3 separate regions of the Mus musculus genome follow, and all the other regions are linked to region 2. Evidence: chromatin contacts called from public HiChIP or PLAC-seq and promoter capture Hi-C data. All regions are on one chromosome and are shown on one strand. The core of a region is the stretch at or near the end of the contact, and the rest is flanking DNA. Distances in the headings are between cores, read along the strand shown.

Region 1 (3,155 bases), core at 471-2,970, 300 kb after region 2:
GCTGTGATAGCAGTGGGGAGGTCTGAGGAAACTGCTGTGTCCTCCTGAGAAACCCTGAGGAAAAGACATCAGACTTAGACTGAGACCCAACATGGCTGTAAGTCTGACGAGGCAGTGTTATGGTCAGATGAAGGACATGGGACCCAAAGAGGACTGTGGGAACTGGTCAGAGTTTCGATGTCTGAAGACAGCAGACATGAGCTTTCTGGAACTGTCTCCCTAAGGAAAGAGTAGAGGCTTGCTCATGCTCACCCGGTAAGCTTTGGCCAGGGAAAGCACAGCTTGTGGTGCACCCACTCACACCCTGCCACTGCCTGGCATTGTCCATTTCCTAGGGTCACAGCTGGCCACCCTCTGCATGGTCCTCAACCTTGTCTGAGACTGCATGGCCAATGCCACACCCCGGGATGGCTGCTGTTTGGGACCGGTGGGAGCTGCCCCTAGCTGTCTTGTCCTCAGGACGCCTGGCCTGGTGGCACAGGTGAGAGGCTGCATGCCCTCCTCCCACAGCTCCTCTCTCTCTTTCTGACTTCAGGAGACTTTCCTGAACCCCTACCCTGCACTCCCTCCTGGTCCTGAGGAGGGACGCCTGGACCTTGGGTACCCCCGGTCCTGCAGGGGGAGATGATTGACAGGATCGAGTACAATGTGGAGCACGCCGTGGACTACGTGGAGAGGGCCGTGTCAGACACCAAGAAGGCCGTCAAGTACCAGAGCAAGGCGCGCAGGGTCAGTGGCCAGCTCTGCTTAAGCCCATGCCCCAGAGAGCCCCCAGACCAGGGGATCCTCCTCCCCCACCTGCTCGGCCTGTTTTCACAAGCTCCAACCATAGCCTCCACTTCTTCATCAACAATCCGTTCTAGGCCATCCCCATTCCTAGTCCTGACCCTCCAGAACCCAGCCCCCATTTTACTGATTTTTGCTCGTTTTCTTTGTTTTGTTTTAATTTGTTCTATATTGAGGCTCACTATTGGGAATGGAACCTAGGACCTAGCAAATGCTAGACAAAAGCTCTACCCCAGCCACGCCCCCAGCCCCTCCCCAGGGGATTCTAGGCAGGGGCTCTACCACTGAGCCACGCCCCCAGCTCCTCCCTGGGGAATTCTAGGCAGGAGCTCTACCACTGAGCCACGCCCCCAGCCCCTCACTGGAGGATTCTAGGCAGGTTCTACCACTGAGCCACACCCCCAGCCCCTCCCTGGGGAATTCTAGGCAGGAGCTCTACCACTGAGCCACGCCCCCAGCCCCTCCCTGGGGCATTCTAGGCAGGGGTTCTACCACTGAGCCACGCCCCCAGCCCCTCCCTGGGGCATTCTAGGCAGGGGTTCTACCACTGAGCCACGCCCCCAGCCCCTCCCTGGGGGATTCTAGGCAGGGGCTCTACCCTCACTGTACCCACCCCCCCCCCCCCCCACCTGCTCTTCTGAGGCCTGCCTTTTGTGTCCCTGTAGAAGAAGATCATGATCATCATTTGCTGTGTGATTCTGGGCATCATCATCGCCTCCACCATCGGGGGCATCTTTGGATAGAAACCACCCCACCCACTGCTCCATTCTGGATGGGTCTCCCTGAGGAGGCCCCTGGCTGCTGCACCTAGCTGGGTTGCCCTCCCCACTCCTGCCTTCTGGCTGGGAGTCCTTTTCCCTCCCATCCCACACTGCTCCCTCTCTGCCATGAGGCTCCCGTCCCCACCACCCTGCCCCAAGCCGTGTCGTGTGCATGATCTTGTGACAGTGTGTGTCTGTACAGGAGGCAGAGTCGGGAGCAGGATTGGGAACAGCCAGAGTGGCTGGGTACAGGCCAGTGCGGGGCAAGACTCGGGCCCTGGCCAGGTCTGCCTTTCTTCAGCCTGGGGTCTACACTTCCCTGGGACTCAGGCTCCTTTCTGGACCCCAACCTTGCCCTCACTTGTCCCGTCCTCTGGCTTCTCCAGCTCTTCCCACCATGCCAAGGCACCTGGAAGGTGGGGACCAGCTGGTCACATGGTGCTGCTTTTCAGGTTAGGGGTGGGGATAGCTCAGCACTGAGTCTTTGTTAGCTGCCCCTTGCCCGGAGGCTCAGGGTGCCACGGCTGCGGGTGTTAGGAGCACCTAGTACCCTCTCTTTGGGCAAAGCCTGACAGTGTCTCTGGCCCTGGGAGTCATGTTCCTGGGCTGGGCCTGAGCCTAGTGACCCTTTACTAAGAAGCTTAGTGGTGTCATCTCCAGCCTTGCTTTGAGTTGGAGGGATGGAGCAGGCCATAGTCCTAACAGGCATGGTAAGTTGTGGCCAGAGTTGCATGTTGGGGACAGCAGTTCCCTGCGCCCTTTATGCTCTGAAAGCCAGGTGTCACTTTGGGCCTGTAGTCTCACCCTGCCCCGTCTCCCATTGATGTGCCACGTGGTATCAGGTGTACTGGATGCAGTATTCAGCAGCCAGCTGGGGAGGGGGCTCCCCACTTCCCCCCTTGCCATCTTGGGGCTTCTCAGAGTCAAAACTGTACCCCCTGCCCCAGGACCCCTTTCTCGCCCACAGGCAAGGAGTATGCATGCGAGTGCATGCAGCGGGAGCTGGGGCCGTGTCTGTGTGCCCCCTTTCCCTCAGCTTTGCTCCTGCCCAGTGACTGTGACCACTGTCCGTGCTGCCTTCTCACGGCCACCTCCCTTTACCCCTTCACCAAAGGTCTTGGTACAACCAGCTGCCCATTTTGTGAGATTTTTATGTAGAATAAACATTTGTATCTGTAGTGAGCCTCTGTTTGGAACATCTTTTCCACCTGCAGTATAGGAGACGTGGGATCAACCACGGAGGTGCTGATGGGGAAGAGGCTCAGAGATGAAGGATCCCTCCCTCCTCGATACACAGGCTTTCATTTGCCTCAGGGTAATCAGTGGTTAACATCTGGGCTTTTGAGACGTGCCCAGAACCTCACATCCTTACCTAGGGGAAGCCAAAGCCCTTGTTTGTCAAAGGCAAGGTTCCAGATGTCTCGTCTATATGAATGTTTTACCAGCATACATGTGTGTGCCTGGGGCCCTAAGAGGTTGGGAAAGGGGGTTGGAGTCCCTGCAACTGGATTTATTTATAGTCTTTAGCCCCCGTGTGGGTGCTGGGAACCAATTCTCATTTCGCTGTATAAGCAACAAATGCTCTTAACCGCTGAGCCATCTCTCCAG
Region 2 (3,419 bases), core at 579-3,078:
GCGAGCCACGCCTCTAGCCTGCTTGTAGATGATACTGAGACAAGATCTCACTATAGCTCAGGCTGCCCTCGACTCGATAGCATCCTGTGTCAGGTGTGGTTTTTCATGCCTAACTTCAGCTTCCCTATTTGTAAAGATAAACAGTTTCTTTATGATGAACTAGTATAACCATCCAGGGAGAAGGGTGGGCAAATGTTACGAGACCACATCTGGGGCAGGAGGGTCAGGTGACCCAGAGACACTGCTCTTTAATGGGTCCTCCCGTTGGTACCCACAAACCTCAGTCTCGTTCCAGCCCTGGAACTCTTGTTCTACAGTGGGCTCCTAGCCCCCAGCAAGTAAGTCTCATGGGACAGATGCTGTTCTTATTCAGTCTCTGACCACAGCCCTGTCCAACCCCGCCCTGTAGCCTCCTGTCCCCAGTCCAAGTTCAGGTTCCCACAACAATGAGGTCTCTTAGGGAAACCAGACCCCAGCAGATGGTTCATAGGTTCACACCTCTTTCCCCACAGCTGGATGCACCTTTCATCTGGGAGCAGACTCCTTCCTCCCCATAACCCAACATGCCCGGTCAGGATACATATCAGATGACCAAAAGGATACCTTGAGGCTCAGCCTCTGATACCAGCCATGTCCTGATTGCCAGGAGATGGGCACTTTCCCCAGCTCACGCTCTGGCCTGTATTCCATCTCAGCAAACCCTCATACAGGCATGGACTCGCTCACGCTCACACACACACAGTGACGTCCTACACCTGGGCACCAGACGTCTTTAGGACATTTTTTTTTTAAGACAGCCTGATAGAACCCAAATGGCTCACTAGGTAGCCAATGATGTCTTGAATTCCTGATCCTCCGATGACCACCACACAGGTATGTGTCACCACGCCCACCTAGTTTACTCAGAGCTTTGAGAATGTTTAGCATGCCTTCCATCAACAGGGACGTCCTCAACCCTCCTGGTTGCTCTTGAGACGGGGTCTGGTTGGCTTTGAACTTACATGTTGGGGGTCACAGGTGTGGCTCACCACGCCCAGCTGGGTGTTGGACTTTGGCAGATCCCATCACACAACTTCACGGTTTGCCTCCCTGTACCTCCATCTGTCTAGGAACGGACTTGTGAACAGACCTTCATACCATCCCAGACACATTTCCTTCAGGGACATGCTTGGCTAGAACCTCACACTGACACCTGTGCAACATAGTATGAAACACACACGGGCGCATACACACACACACACACACACACACACACACACACACACACACACACAGAATCCGAACATCTCCAAGCAAAGACAAACCAGGATTGTCTCTCCCCAGGCTGGTATGTACACAGGTGTGCACAGGTATGCAAACTGCCACCACCACTGGAAAGTACTCAGGTGACTCAGAGGACCCCTTCGAGCTTGGACAGGAGGTAGGGACCATCCTGACTGGCGGGAGTGTAGCTTTGACAGGACCCCTAACACGGAGCTGGCTCCCAAGAGGAGACAGTTCCCAGAACCCTCCCTGTCTCGAGGAGGGGGGATCTGGAGCTGAAGGGCTCATCCATCTCCGGGATTCCCCATCAGTCTTGCCACCTGGCCGGCAGGGTCCCGCAGATTGTGGACAGCGTGGGACCAGCGAGGGGCAGCGTGGGACCGGCGAGGGGCCCCTTACCTCCAGGCTGCGCGGGATGGAGGAGGTTGAGCAAGAGGATCAGCAAGACGCCAGGCTGCGGGACTACCGCTGTCAGACCCGCCATCTCGGGGAGGACTGCCCCAGCCTGCTCTCAGCGCCTCGTTTTATCCCCAAAGCGTAATTGCTGCCTGGTAGGCTGCTGTGAGGGAAGGAGGGAGGGAGAGAGGGCGGGTGAGAGGAGGGCGGGAGGAGGGGGAGCTGGGGGAGGGGGCCGCGGGGGAGGGGGCAATTACGAAAGGCCAGACTTGCAAGCCTCCTAGGCTGAATCTGCCTCGACTATGGGTCTATTTTCCTGCACACACACACACACACACACACACACACACACACACACACACACACTGACGCGCGCGTGCTCTGCCCCCCCCCCCCCCCATCGCTTTCCCGCTTTCCCTCTGTAGCTGTTTGCTTGCTCCTGGCCCTGTTCCCGCCAGAAAGTGCAAGGGGGGCCTTTGCCAGGACAGCCCTCTGGAGAGGAAGCAGGAGGGAGGGCCCAGGCAGCCCGGCCAAAAAATCCCAGCCCTAGCCAAGGCTGGAGTAGCCAGGCCCCCGCCCCTCTGCCTGGGCCCCAGGCCCAGTGTGGGGACACAGGCCAGCTGTCCCGCGCCTCAGCTCCCACCCTGGTCCTGCAGACACCCCAACACCCCCAAGCCTGGCTAGAGACAGGCTTTACCCAAAACTGGGTTAGGTAGGTTGATGGGGCTAAGGGAGTCTGCCTATAGAGTTCAAGGTCTGCGAGCAGAATTGTCTGGGAGAGAGAATAGGATAGACATGGTACCGTGGGGGCATTTTAGGAACAGATTAGAGACCTTGACATACGATCTAGTTCATCATGGTTGAGACAGGTCTTAGCCATCTGTTTGAAGCCTGGGAAAGGGTGTTGGATCTATGGGTCTATGGTTGCAGAGACCAAGGGGCTGAGGTCAGGCGAGTGGCTTGGGAGTGAGAGCCATGTATTTAGTGTCTCCCTAGGGCTCAAAGATGATCCTTGCATAAGGTGTTGGTTGGTTCTGTAAGGGCCACGAGCACAGCTTTGCACCGCCCCTGAGCAAGGCACAGTGTCCAACAGAGGTCATACTGGGTCTTAGGTGCCTGGTAGGGAACATGGAGGTGGGAGCTCTGTGCAGGTGACTATTAACTCAGTATTCTCCTTCTTGCTTGTTCACCACCTGTCCAATGCTCTCACTTGCATCTGGAAACTGATTCTCTTGGAGGCTCTGGGAAGGCTTGATGATGCTATTCCTCTACTGGCCAGAAGGGGGCAGCCTATGCTGAACCAGCAGAGAGCCCTCCAGGAAAGCTTGCGATCAGTGCCCTGGCCACCCTGTCCCTGAGCATATGGAGATCCTGTAAGGCTTTAAGGAATGTGAAGTGTAGGTCAGAGAAAGATTATGTCATTCTCAGACTCCTGAGTGTATGTGGAGTACTGTAGGACAGGAGAGGGAGATGGTTGCTTGCTGTATACAGGTCATAGTTGGTTAGAAGAAAAAGTCTAGGCCATAGGTCCTAGAGTCTTTCTCTTGTAGGGGGTGGTGCAGAGGGGTGAGTTAAAGATGTCTTATCAGATGTCTTATACAGTACAGGGCATAGAGGAGTCTGCAGAGATGACAGCATTGGCGGAGGTGGGGGTGGGAGATCAAAGGCAGGTGGCTTAGGTGGACCTGGGCTAATTTTTGGTTCTCTTGTCTTGGTGCTCTTGTGTTTCTTCTTCTTCTTCTTCTTCTTCTTCTTCTTCT
Region 3 (3,417 bases), core at 871-3,370, 290 kb before region 2:
ATTATTATGTCTGCCTTTCGGACGATTTCCAAGTACCAAGCAGGAGACTGCCGCGTGTCAGAGGCCGGCTGGGCTCCTGGGAGCCAGCCTTCAAGGATAACGAAAATGCCAACTGGCTTCCTGGAAATGAATGACCCTTCTGCCCTGCATCTAGACAACAAAGCACTTAAGTAAGTTAGGCATGCTCCTCAAGATACTGTCCCCAAGACCAAACTCTCAGAGCCAATAACAAGACAAGGGAAGCAGCGCAGATCTCGTCCTTCCTTGTTTCCCCGGCTAGGATCCACTGGGACCCTTGGAGTTAGAACTGGCAATTTCTAGGTCATCCACAGAGCTGGCTACAGAATGAGACACAGCTCAAGCCTTCCACAACCCAGCAGGCTAGGGGGCTCTGACACCCCCACCCCCACCCCTACTCCCACCCCCACGCTAGGCCCGTTTCTAGGTCTGCTGGTAGATTTTCTAAAGACGCCAAAGTCAATCTCACACACTCCTGGAGCCTTAAGCAGGTGGTGACTTATGATGGAGAGACACGGGACAGTATCGGCACCCCATTTCGATGCCCCACTGCCCAACCCCTCCCAGCTGCCAGCCACCAGCCTCCTTCCACTTCCTCTTGCTCCAAATAGAATAAATAATCGATGCCGGTGCCCTTTCCCTCTGGGAATGACGCTGCTAAAATAAATGAACGGATCAAGGCACCTCCCAAGGCCAGAGGTCTTGGAGGGCCCCAACGGAGGAACAGGGAGCACTGACCACTGAGCTTCCAGGAGCAGCTCTGCAGTCTGAGCCGGAAGAGAAGCCCCTTGTGAATTCCCACTCCTCTAAAAACCTGCCGAAGACCAGCCTTCACGCCCCACATTCCAGATACACACTCCATCGCTGAGCCCGGCTCCTGAGTTCTTTCACTTCCCCAGGAAGGGGACCCAGGAACTGCCACCTCTAGTCTACTCCAGGGAGGCTGGGTCGCCAGACCCGATGCTGGTCTCCGCTAGTCTCCTGACAGAGCAGCCAAACTCTGAGAGCCACGGGTGTCCTCCCCCCCATCCCCCGTTTCCCTGGGGCTTAGAGGCCAGGAAAAAAGTCGCCCTCTCAGCCCCCTGACTGGCTGCAAAGCTGGGAGTCACACCGGTCGCGATCACTCCTAGAGACTCCGGATGGGGAGACTTTAAGCACCCTTTGGCCCCTCCCCCTCCTCTTCAAGAACTCAGAGACCACCCACAGCCGAGGCTCCCTCAAACTTGTTCCTTGGCACCCTCTGTGCCCCTTTTTTAGAGACCCTAAGTCTCTTTGACTCACCCCCAACCAACCAAAGAGGTCCGGCTCCCACCATGCAAGCCAGCCTCTTTACAGGATGACCCCCCCCCAAAAAAAAAAAAAAAAAACCGCCGCTCTGGGGCAGTGTTCGGACTCAGCTTGAGCGTTGGAGGACAGGAGAGGAAAAGGGGGAGGGGGAGGAAAGCTTCTTTCCGACGCCCCCTCCACCAACCTCCCCCGGCAGGGCAGCACCACTGACCTCATTCGCCCAACTGTATCCAGGCCTGCTGGGCTCCAGGCCAGTGGGGCGCTTCTCTCTCCACCTCCAGGGAATTCGAGGGTGAGAGGGGTGTCTGCTTTCCCCGATTCCAGCAGGTATCCGGAGGGAAGAAGCTGACCATCCCAACCCATCCCCCTCCAAACTCGAATTATAATCCCGATCACGTGCACACACACCCCAAAAGGCGGGCCTTAGAATTGAGACACCTGGAGGGGGAGGGGAAGGGACCTCCCATACACACAACACACTGAGGTTGGGGGGTGCAAAAATAAGGGCTCAAAACCAAAGCAAGCTCCAGAGCACCCCATCTCCATCATCCCTCATCCCATCCCCCACCCCCACCCCCGCCCCCAGTCAAACTTTCTCCTTTTTTTACCTTGCAGGATCCCCAAGCGCTCCGGGCGCCCCGGCCCGGGCCCGGTGGCCAGGACTCGGTAGATCCAGTCGCCTCTGGTTGCTGAGTTAATAATCCGGGAATGGGGGACAGGATCAGTAGAGGGAGGGAGGGAAGGAGGGCGGACGCGGTGCGGGCGGCCGGCCGGGGGCTGCGCGGGGCCCCCACCCCCGGCGCGGGCTGCGGCGGAGGGCGGGGCGCGGAGCGAGCGCGAAGCCGAGCCCGGGCTCTGGGAGGTTCTCTCTTTGTTCTGTAATCCCAGTAAGATTGCCAGCCATTCGCCCCGGCCCTAATCCCAGCCCCGCGCAACACCACCCTCCATTGGCTGTCATTTACATACGGGATTAGCCCGCACGGCCCGCCCCGTGCCACCGTGGGGGAGGACTCACAACCTCGGAGCCTCGAGACTCCCCCAGCCACGGATTAGAACCCCCTCCCCGGAGAGATCAGAATACATCAAGGTCACCCAGAGGACGCCCGGAGGATCCCTAGGTGGTTTGCCCTCCTGGTCACTCTTATGCCTGGAGTGTCCAAGGTCAGAAGGGAGGGACCCCAGGTTTTTCTCTTGGATGGCCTGGCCCAGGCCTTTTTATTTATTTATTTTTTATCTTGGAATCTCATAAAGCCCTGGTTGCAGTCAAACTGTTTTAGGGTCCTGAACACTCACGAACTGAAAAGTGAGGATAACCTTGAACAACCGATCGTCCTGGCTCTACCTCCAAGTGCTGGGATTATAGTTTATACCTGGGAAGACTCGAACCCAGAGCTTTCTGTATGTAAGGCAACCATTCTACTTATACAACTACACCCTAAAACCCTTATTGTTGTTGTTTTAGGATAGTTTCGCACACCCCACACTGGCCTCAAACTCTCTATGTAGTTGAAGATGACCTTGCACTTCTGACCCTCTACTTCCCAAATACTGGGATTACAGGTGAGCACAACCACACAGAGTGGTTTTGGGTCCCGAGTTTTATTTTACCATCCATCTGACCTCCTGTATACTACTAAATGGGGGAGGGGAACACTGGGGGACCCTCCCCCTCCAACCTCTCCAAAGCCATATGTCCCAAGTCAACCCAGCAGTTGGTTGGTAACCAGGTGGTCCCCTGAATCTTTGGCTAGGCCTTTGCTGGGATAGGCACAGCAGAGAGACATGTACCAGACAAGTCCCCAAACCACTCAGGGAGACTGTGCCTCAAATTCAGTAAGTAAAAGGTAAATAGATGCAGGACATGATAGAATGTGCTTGTAGTCTCAGCACTCAGGAGACGGAGACAGGAGGATTGGGAGTTCATGTCAGACTGAGCATCATAGAGAATTCTAGCCCAGTCTGAACTTAGAGAATCCCTGTAATATATATATATATATAATAAAGAGTTAGGCTTAGTGGCTTTCATCTATAATCCTAGGGCCTAGAAGTTTGAAGCAAGAGGATTTCTGAGAGTTTGAAGCCTGGCTGGCCCATATGATCCTGTCTCAAAAA

The links. Promoter capture Hi-C pulls out the DNA fragments that hold promoters and counts their contacts. HiChIP or PLAC-seq counts read pairs in DNA pulled down with a chosen protein or histone mark.
Region 1: a contact with region 2 is called in an H3K27ac HiChIP or PLAC-seq map of embryonic stem cells, with 5 read pairs. The contact joins the enhancer-like site here to the promoter of Eln in region 2. A contact is called at or near these places in 3 of 39 promoter capture datasets (cranial neural crest, embryonic stem cells and liver), 3 of 115 datasets of contacts at active chromatin or transcription factors (bone marrow-derived macrophages and embryonic stem cells) and 2 of 9 other capture datasets (embryonic stem cells and pancreatic islet).
Region 3: a contact with region 2 is called in a promoter capture Hi-C map of liver, with 2.2 times the contacts expected there. The contact joins the promoter of Gtf2ird1 here to the promoter of Eln in region 2. A contact is called at or near these places in 4 of 39 promoter capture datasets (cranial neural crest, hippocampal neurons, liver and 1 more).

Annotation. Positions count from the first base shown.
Region 1 is chr5:135,048,376-135,051,530 of GRCm38.p6, forward strand. It overlaps Stx1a (syntaxin 1A (brain)), which reads left to right. Exons shown (of 10, transcript NM_016801.4): 9 at 619-729; 10 at 1,452-2,725. The coding sequence ends at 1,529. Among named protein-coding and RNA genes, the nearest start is that of Dnajc30, 14 kb to the right of the region's middle. Within about 2 kb of position 1,721, at least 9 of the 459 cell types and tissues checked have an H3K27ac peak or open chromatin away from gene starts, as enhancers often do. A contact at or near this core is called in embryonic stem cells, where this site is marked.
Region 2 is chr5:134,745,495-134,748,913 of GRCm38.p6, forward strand. Eln (elastin) reads right to left here and starts at 1,829. Exons shown (of 37, transcript NM_007925.4): 1 at 1,663-1,829. The coding sequence starts at 1,747. It overlaps Gm30003 (a long non-coding RNA gene), which reads left to right and starts at 218. Exons shown (of 4, transcript XR_868587.3): 1 at 218-1,814.
Region 3 is chr5:134,454,596-134,458,012 of GRCm38.p6, forward strand. Gtf2ird1 (general transcription factor II I repeat domain-containing 1) reads right to left here and starts at 2,121. Exons shown (of 30, transcript NM_001081464.2): 1 at 1,914-2,121.